2 separate regions of the Mus musculus genome follow, and region 1 is linked to region 2. The links are chromatin contacts, called in public Hi-C maps. All regions are on one chromosome and are shown on one strand. Each heading gives the region's core, a stretch centred on a gene start, on an enhancer-like site or on the middle of the called end of the contact. The rest is flanking DNA. Distances are from core to core; before and after follow the strand shown.

Region 1 (4,536 bases), core at 1,687-4,186, 440 kb after region 2:
TCAAGGCTGCACAGCACGGGGACTGAGCCACGGTGTGGGTTTGCAGCCAGGTGTCCAGCTCCCAAGCGAGGATGCTTCTTGGAGCTGCTCTCGTTCCCTCCATCCTGAAATTGATTTCTCCTGCTCTTGTCTCTGTGTCTCCTCAGGGTCGTGAGGGGAAGCCGGGCAAGCAGGGTGAGAAAGGCCAGAGGGGAGCTAAGGTAGGTCCCCTGCCTTCAAGGGTCACATCCCTCCCTAGCTCATCTCCCTGGGCCAGCAGCCATAGGCTGATCCTCTCTCTCTCTCTCTCTCTCTCTCTCTCTCTCTCTCTCTCTCTCTCTCTCTCTCTCTCTCTCTCTCTCTCTCTCTCTCCAGGGTGCCAAGGGCCACCAAGGATATCTGGGAGAGATGGGCATCCCCGGAGAACCTGGGCCCCCTGGGACCCCAGGTCCTAAAGGGTCCCGGGGCACCCTAGGACCAACGGTAAGGATCCGGGCTGAGGGAAGAGCACACGAATAGGGAGGGGTACTAGCTTCCCTATAAGAGCCACCCACCCCACTGTTAAAGAATCCCTAGGTTTCATGTCCCAAGGCACCTCGTTTCTGAACTCCCCAAGGATACAGCCTTGAATACACAGTCATGGCAGGCAAAACACATCTTGCAAACTACAGGCTGCAGTAGGTCCCTGGTGCTTTCTGTGAATGGACACTGGGTGATCAAATCCCTGAGGGAAGAAGGATCCAGATTCCCTGGAACAGGGTGAGGGGCTGCAGGTGTCTGAGTGGCTGGGAGAGAGTCCTAGGGCCCTGCTAGATTATCCTGAGGCAGAGATCCACGTGTATGAGAGCTGAGATGAGAGAGGACACCATCGCGGAGCAGAGGTAGGGTCGTGGCATCTCTGAGCAAATGGAGCAGTAGTACCCTTTCATATGGTATGAAAGCTTTCAGTGGTGGCTTCCTGCGATGTGTGTCATCACAGGGTAAAAGCTGGGGAGATACACAGGAGTGTCCATTAGATGGCACTTTGCCTGGAATCCAGGCTCAGGTAATGCAAACATGGGTAGCAGTTTGCTGGAAGAAGCAGAGTAGGAAAAGGCCCCTTCTTAATAATACTTATTTAACAGGAAGTCTCAGAAGTTTAAGCAGTAATAGCAGCTGAGCTCAGACAGCTATTAAGGGTCTGAAAAAATGTCACCTACATCTTTATAAACCATGGGAGCATAGAGTAGGGAGGGCTAGGGAGGTAGGGGCCTGGGAGGAGGCCTCTTGCTTTTCACCTTGTCCGCCTTGGTTCAAGATATCATATAGGTGCAAGGCTGCTGAGCTGAGTGGCTGGAGCCAGGGGAAGGAGTCACTATCATGTTCCCACTGCGGGAAGTGTACTATATACCAACAAGGGTCTTCTTCTTTCTAGGGTGCTCCAGGACGGATGGGAGCCCAAGGAGAACCAGGATTGGCCGGTTATAATGTAAGTGACACACATTTAGGGGAATCTCCTCCTCACCCTCTGGAACTTTTCCTGCATGCTGAACTCAGTCCTTCTCACCAGAGACGGGCGATGTGGGTCCCATAGCCTCAGGGAACTCCTGGACCCTTAGATTTGGGTGGAGGCAAGGGTAAAATTAGAGTGATGGGGCAGAGAGAGTTCCAGTACCCACTGGAGATCTAGAGGCTCCCTGCTGGTCGGGTGCAGGTCCCTAAAGAGAGAGCATCGTGTTCCCAGAACCTCCATGCACATCCAGGAGATGAAGGCTCAGAAAGGACAGGCTTGGTTAGAAAGGAATGAGGGCTCAGAGCCGTTAGAGAACACATGCGCAGGCCAGGTCTGGCAGCTTAGTGCTTTTGGGAGTGGAGACCACACCCAGCCTCAGTGGCCTTTGCCAGACTCAGGGACTGCAGGAGACAGACAGGAGAGAGAGAAGGGAGAAAAGAAAGAACAAATGAGAGGGGATGGAGGACTAGAGAGGCAGGGAGGACTCTAGAGGGACTACAGAGGCTCAGAGTTGCCTGCCATAGCAGGATGGCTTTTTCCCATAACTCTGCCAAGGTAGCTTCCCCTCCTTTGGACCCCAGTTTGCCCCCAGGGCACCACAGTAGGGCTCTATTATCTAAGTTGGCACAGGATTGGAAGTGTGTCTGGGATCAACAGGCATATCTGGAAAACCAGGGCCCGGAGAGGTGCAGGGCGGGGGTGGGATCCTCTTATACTGTCCCATGTCCCCGTCTCTGAGTCCCCGTCCTTTGTCATCTGTCTCTCATATCCTCAAATTCTCTTCAGTTCCCTCCATTTTGTTTGCCTACAGGGACACAAAGGCATCACAGGACCCCTCGGGCCTCCCGGGCCCAAAGGCGAGAAGGTAGGTATTGCATCTTTAAGCAGTAGCTAGAGTCAAGGTCAGCTCTGGGGCTATGGGGATGGGGTCACATGGTGCAGGACATAGTATCCCTGCACTCATGGCTTTAGGGTCACCTGGCAGAAATGAACAGTTGTGCCACCACCAAGTCCCTGTTACTCCCCTATGCTTGTGAAAGGGACATTGGAACTACACAGGGAGAACTCACTCAGTGTGGGGAGGAGGGACACAGAAGAAGGAGAAGGCTCAGGAGGAGGGCCCCAGGGATGTGTGCCCTTCCATTAGGGCTCTGGAATTGGAAGAAACTATGGGGAGGTGCAGCAGGGAAAGCTGGGCTGGGTGTGAACACTGTTCACAGCAAGGAGCGCATGAGGGCCCGAAGGTATAAGGAATGGCTTTTGGGTCACATCTCCAGCAATGCCCAGTAGACCTGGAACCAGAACTCTGGGTTCCCCTGTCCTCCCTCCTCCTCCTCCTTCCGGTCCTCTCCCTCCTCGTGGCTGGAAGGCTTCCTAGCAGGCTGCATCCCTGCCTCCTTGTCCCTGGCCTCCCCAACCGTCCTTTCTTTTGCCGACTCAGCTTCCCACTAACTAAGTCCCGCTGTGGTGAGTCACACTGACTTGGCGTGCTGTCCTCCAGCCCCTCCTCCTGCCTGCATGAGTACAGATCTACAAGTCTAGCGTCCCAGGCCCTGGCATGGTCCCTGAGAGCCTGTAGGGAGCACACTCAGACCCTCTGCTCTCCTTAGCCATCATAAAGCTGCCAGGGATGACACAAACTCTGGGGCCAGGTGGAGACAGCACCCCAAGTGCCACTACCTAGGGTCAGAGGCAATCCCCACAATGTGGATTGGCATACAGTAGAGGGCCATGACATCACTAAGTGACATAATGCAGTAAGACTGCTGTCACATGCATAGCTCATTGTTGCTCTGTGGCTCATGAGTGCCCCACAATGAACAGCTGGCCACAGACTGGCCAGGGCTGGGGGGAGGAATGGGTTGCAAGGGAGATTTGTGGAAGTCCTGCTCTTTTCCCAGGATTTCCCTGTCATTGCTGTACAGAGCAGGTGGGTGAACCCAGCCTCTTGGTGCGTAAGGGCCAGCTCCCAGATAGCAGGTAAAGGGTGCTGCGGAGCCCTCTTCCTCTAGCCAGAACTCGACCCAGAGTGTGAGTCCAGTCTGTACTTGTGGCTAGGATCCTTTGTCTATACCAGTGGCCAGAGCGAGGGGGTCACAAGGTTCCTCCGCCTCCTTTCCCTAGTCTATAAAGTGGGGGTGAGGGAAACATTGCAGGGTTGCTGTAGAATCTGCAAGACAATATATAAAATGAATCTTGGCATGCCTAACAAAAGACTGTCTGGTCAACTCAAGTGCCCACCGGAGACTTTGAGGTCCCGTTGCCCTGTGCAGCTGCATTTCAGCCATCTGCAAAGCTGCCAAGAACTCATCCTACAGTTGGGCCAGGGCCTAAGGTGGCCTGCCGTGGCCGCAGGTCTCCACTGTAGTCTCTGCTCCTCTTTCAGCCTGCCCTAAGTGTCCATGTGGCATGTGGACACTGTTGCCACTATTACCTACAATGGTAGTTTTGACCGTTGGTCTCAGTCTGCCTGCCTACGGAGGCTGGCCTTCATCCCTGAGGAAGGCACCTTCCCGCCTGCAGTTCACTAACTCCCAGAGTGGCCTTTGCCTAATGCTGGTTCTGTGGTGTCCACAGGGGGACCAGGGCGAGGATGGCAAGACCGAGGGGCCCCCTGGGCCACCAGGAGATCGGGTAAGTTCCCGTTCTGTTCCCCCTGGCCTGCGGGTCAGGGCTAGGCTGCTGAGAACCCATGGAATGGGTGGCTCATGGTTATCCATTGCCCCTGTCCTTCAGGGTCCTGTGGGTGATCGAGGAGACCGTGGGGAGCCAGGCGACCCTGGATACCCTGTAAGTATCAGAGCTCTACCTTTGGGGAGTGTAGAGATAGTGGGAAAGGGGAAGCCAGTCTGGACTGGACACAGACTCCTGCCTCTGCCTGCCTTTCTTCACTAGTCATAAGGAGCAGAAAGCAGCCCACTATGAAACCAGGTTAATACCATGAAGGAAAGACCCAGACTCTCCTGAGGGTCCTCTCCTGAAGGTTTTGGGGACAGAAACAATCCACACAACTAACAGATTGGCTGACTTTCCTTCCAGCATGGTCCTGTGTAATGACTTCTTCT
Region 2 (4,947 bases), core at 2,002-4,501:
CACATGGCTGCTCTCCTCCCTGCTTTCTCCACCATGCTATGATGTAACCCAGAAAAGTCTCACTAGAGAATTAACAGATCACCCATCTTGGAATTCCTGGTATCTAAAACTCTGAGTTAAGTAAACATATTTCTTTATAAGAGAAAATTCCTAGCTTCAGGTATTTTGCTACAGCAACGAAAATCCCTCACTAAGACACTTGGTCAAATCATATAGTGAGAAGAGAAGGCTTGTGGGGAGGGAGGGAATTGCTGCCACAGTGTAGAAAAACAAGTCATTTCTTGCTTAACAATCAGTATTTGGGGGCTGGGGAGATGTCTCAGTTACTAACGGGACTGCCACACATAAGGATCTGAGTTTGGATCGCTAGTGCTCAGGTGCATGTCTAGGAGCCTAGAGCAGTATCGAGAAGAAACAGGCAGATTCCCTAGAGCTCTGGCCGGTCGAAAGGGTTCAGTGAGAGACCCTGTCACAAAGGATAAGGTGAGGCTGGGAGATAGCTCAGTAGGTAAAAGCGCTTGCGATTGCATCCAAGGGTTCTGTCTCTGAGACCATGTGGTAGAAGAAGAGACTCCTGAAAGCTGTTCTCTGATCCCCACAAGCACACCACAGCACGTGTGCCCATGTATGGCACACACATAAACACGTGCATACACATATACACACACACATGTGCACACACACCCATGGTTTATAAATGTAAAATATTTAAAAAGAAAAAGAAAAGGTAAGATAGAGATTGGTTAAGGAAGATTCCTAATTTTGATCTCTGTCCTCCACATAAGTGTGTGTGTGTGTGTGTGTGTGTGTATGTGTGATGGTTTATATATGCTTGGTCCAGGGAGTGGCACTATTAGGAGGTGTGGCCTTGTTGGAGCAGGTGTGGCTTTGTGGGAGGAAGTCTGTCACTGTGGGTGTGAGCTTTGAGACCCTCATTCTAGCTGTGTGGAAGTCAGTATTCTGCTAGCAGCCTTCAGATGAAGATGTAGAACTCTCAGCTCTGCCTGCACCATGCCGGCCTGGATGCTGCCATGCTCTCTCACCTTGATGATAATGGACTAAACCTCTGAACCTGTATGCCAACCCCAATTAAATGTTGTCCTTATAAGAGTTGCCTTGGTCATGGTGTCTGTTCACAGCAGTAAAACCCTAACTAACACAATGTGTGTGTGTGTGTGTGTGTGTGTGTGTGTGTGCAGGTATGTGCACATAAGAGCAGGCACCCAAGGAGGCTAGCAGCTTCAGTTTCCCTGGAGTTACAGGCGGTTGTGAGGCTCCCTGAATGAGAGCTCTGAATTGAACTCGGGTCGAGAACAAGAACAGTGTGAGCTCCTAGCTGCTGAGTCCTCTCTGCTCCCTGATTTAAGGCCTTAGCGTATGGCTCTACCATGGGAGTAATTATTACACCTCACAGGCTCCCATGAAGCTTAAATGAAATAATCCAGAGTTTCTCAGGGCCAGCCACCCTGGCCGGTCAGCTACAGCCATTCATCCCAGCCATCAGAGGCCACTAAGCCAGTCCTGGCTTACCCAGGCAAGTCCTAGGCAAACAGGGATGACTAATCACCATAACTTTTTCTGTCACCAGGTTCGTTTTTGCTAATCTTCATCTGCCACACATATACCACAAGGCACAGGGTGAGAAGTAGATTTTCTCAGTCATCTCTTAAGACTGCCCCACACTTCAGGGGCCACCATTTTCATGCTGCCATGTCAGGGGCTCAATCAGCACTAGAGTGGATAAAGATTAAAATATGAATCATTTAATAGATTCTTCCCTTGAGGGACTGAAGTCTAAGTCAGAACATGAACCTAGGACTTTCCATGACTCAAGTGAGAAACCAACCTCCTCCTGGATTTTAAGGCTAGGAGCCTAAACAATTAACATCTGAGCACAGGGGACAGGCTCCTGGGTTAAGGCGTCTGCTGCCAAGACTGACACAGCCTGAGTTCAATTCCCAGCAAGGAGAGAACCAATTGTGACAGGGAAGTTGTCCTCTGACCTTCATATGCACCTCTCTGTCTGTCTGTCTGTCTGTCTGTCTGTCTGTCTGTCTGTCTCTATCTCTCTGTCTCTGTCTCTCTCTCTCTTTCTATTTTGATAGCCAAGGTTTAGACTCTGATGTGAGAAGCTCAAGGGAAAGTACATGTGACAAGAGTCTCTTTGACTTAGTCCCTCACTAAGTGCTCATCCTCTAACTACATTTGGTTACAAATCGGAAAGGGGATGTGTAAGCATTCCCCACCCTGAGATCTTGGGGGTAGGGAGGACTGTATTCTGCGTGCTCCCTGTAATGTCATCCCTCCTCGTCCTCATGGATACAGACACTAAATCAGGGTGACCAGCCCCATTGCTTCACGACTGACCTAGCAGCTGGGTTCTTTGGTGCTGTGTTTTCTGAAGCCACAGGCCAAGTGCTTCCCCACCAGCAACAGAGCACATGAAGGCGATGTGACCCAAGGGAAAACAGGGCTCCTTCCTGTGCCCCCTGAAAGAGCAAGTGCTTAAGCATTTTGAGGTGTGTCGGGGAACGTGGAGATTTTTTTCCTCATCTTTCTAACGCTGGGATGGAAGCCAGGGCCTCTCACATGCCAGGCAAGCTCTCTCTTGCCACAGCCTCTTTCTGAACTCTTAAGACAGGGTCACTGAGTTACTCTATAGCTTAGGTAGGCATTGAACCTGCAGTCCTCCTGCCTCAGCCTCCCCGGGACTTAGAGTCACAGGCCCAAGCAGTTTGTGGTCCTTGAGAGACCTGCCCTCACCAGGGAAAGCCCAGCTTCCCATGCCCCTCCCTCTGTTTGCTAGCACGGTAAATGCTCTAGTCCTGAACTCTCTGGCTAGACCCCAGCCACTCTCCATGTCAGCGAGTTCTCTCAGAAACCACTGAGCCTGTCACTGAGGGCTTTGGGGCCAGGCCTACTCTAGGCTGCAGAGAAACAGCTGGGCATTAGAAGTCCTGAGCTGGAAGTATGTCTAGCCAGCAGCAAGGCAACGGCAGCCATACGAGGTCCCAATGTGTGGTGGGGTAGAGGAGAGAGTCCAGGAGGGTTTCTTAGACAAAGCTGTGCTGGGACCAGTTCTGGGAAAGGAAAATTAGCCTTTCGATCTTTGCCTATTCTCACTGATGGCTTTAAAGTGAGATTTCCAAGCTTCCTAGGCCATTTCTTGCTTCCCCAGTGGGGGTGATGACTAGGCTCCTCTCATGAAGCTTTGTGACAATTAAATGAGGAGCTGTGTCATCAGCGAAGTATCCAGTAAGTTCTGCCAGGCACTGTGGCAAGCAAGGGAGCCCTATGGAGACAGGCCAGTTTAGGTCCCGTGATGACTAGAGATTGGCAAACCAAGAGAGTTGGCTGCTCTAATGCTGCTGTATTGTGTGGGAGGAACAGTTTATGTTGGCCCATGGATTCAGCCTGTTGTTGTAGGAGAGGCATGGCAGAACAGCTTTGGGTGGTTTCTGCATGCGACAGAGGCTATTTGGACCATAAAGCACTAGGAAGCACAGAAGGCAATGGGAACCAGGGTCTGATTATAACCTTCAGTGTCTGTCCTCCACTAGGCCCCATGTATGAAAGTTCCAAAGTGCCCCCAAAGTAGCACTCAGCAGCTGATAGTACAAGGGCTTGTATGTAACACTTCAGACCGTAAGAAAAGCCCAGGCCTAAGTGACCCCACTGTGGTGTCTGGAGAGCCATCCCCTCCATATAGTTATGCTGCTATGATTATTAATAGCCACTATTTACTGACAACAAATGAACCGTGTATCACATACCTTGTATCCAAGATCACACTGATTCTTATAACACTTCTAGGAAGTAAGGATCATTAGTCTATACTGTAATGGTAAACTGAGGCACAAAAGAGGGAATTGTCTGGGTCATGTGGATCTTGGGTAGTCGAGAAAATACTGAATGTCTGGCTTCGTCTTGGAGAGTGAACCTGATGAGGGGCTGGTGTGGGATGGAGCAGGCTGATCCCCAGAGAGCTTGCAAGTAGGATGATGTTGGGCAACCGTTTAACCTCTAGGGCCTCAGTTTCCCCTGCTGGAAGATGGGGCTCTCACAGCTGCCCGCGGAACCTATATTGGGAACTAGCTGTGTTTAAACAGTATGGATTTTGTAAAGAGGGCTTATGAAGGGAGGCTGAGTAAGCATCTGCTGCCACTGCCTCCCTGCAGAGACTAGGATCTTGCCTCCAGTGGAGGAGGGCACCAATCCCAGCATTCAGTCTTTCCAGGGCCTTTGAACACAGAGTGAGGAGCACGTTACTAGCAACATTCATATTCCCAGTAGTTTCAGATCCTTGACATAAACTTTTGTTTGGGAATCTGCACCACACTGGCTCCTCAGTGGCTTCTTTCTCCACTCACTGGGGAACTGCCATTCCACCCGGTCCATGGTGGATGCTCTAGACTAAGGACCACCACATCATCTCCATCTTCTTCATTAAAGTCCTTTGTGGGCCATATGTTTTATTCCAGCTTGGCACCCTCAGTGAGGTCCCCTCTCATGAGACACAGAGGACATCAGCAAACACCTCCTTAAGGCTTCCAGGCAATCTGCTGAGCTGTGACATTTCTGGAGTTCAGAGTGGTCCTATGAGCCGAACTGAATGGGTTCTTTTCTCCTAACTCTGTCCCCATTCCCTGGTAACCTCTATAATTAGTTAATTATATTTAAATATCTACCTGGTTGGGCTATAATATGCAGAAATTTGGTCACACATCGTTTAGCTGTTTTCAGTGAAGGTATTTTTAGATGAGATTAACATTTACACTAACTGACTAAAGAATATCCTCACTGTGAGAATGGACTATATCCAATCCATTGAAAGTCTCTGCAGGGGTAGGAGGGTTACTCCAAGGAAGAAAAAATTCTGCCAGCAAACTGTTTTGAATTTGAACAGTTTCCAGGGTCTCCAGCTCACTGTTCTCATCTTCAGATTTT

What was found. Hi-C and Micro-C count contacts between places; a contact is called where the count stands out from the background.
Region 1: a contact with region 2 is called in a Hi-C map of muscle stem cells, with 2.3 times the contacts expected there. The contact joins two enhancer-like sites. A contact is called at or near these places in 1 of 39 promoter capture datasets (hippocampal neurons), 10 of 484 Hi-C or Micro-C datasets (B cells, bone marrow-derived macrophages, cerebellar granule neurons and 6 more) and 3 of 9 other capture datasets (adipose tissue, embryonic stem cells and pancreatic islet).

Annotation. Positions count from the first base shown.
Region 1 is chr4:63,313,280-63,317,815 of GRCm38.p6, forward strand. Col27a1 (collagen, type XXVII, alpha 1) reads left to right here. Exons shown (of 61, transcript NM_025685.3): 38 at 147-200; 39 at 355-462; 40 at 1,394-1,447; 41 at 2,283-2,336; 42 at 4,049-4,105; 43 at 4,208-4,261. Among named protein-coding and RNA genes, the nearest start is that of Orm1, 29 kb to the right of the region's middle. Within about 2 kb of position 2,937, at least 81 of the 459 cell types and tissues checked have an H3K27ac peak or open chromatin away from gene starts, as enhancers often do. A contact at or near this core is called in muscle stem cells, where this site is marked.
Region 2 is chr4:62,875,785-62,880,731 of GRCm38.p6, forward strand. No RefSeq gene overlaps it. Among named protein-coding and RNA genes, the nearest start is that of Gm25391, 61 kb to the right of the region's middle. Within about 2 kb of position 3,252, at least 39 of the 459 cell types and tissues checked have an H3K27ac peak or open chromatin away from gene starts, as enhancers often do. A contact at or near this core is called in muscle stem cells, where this site is marked.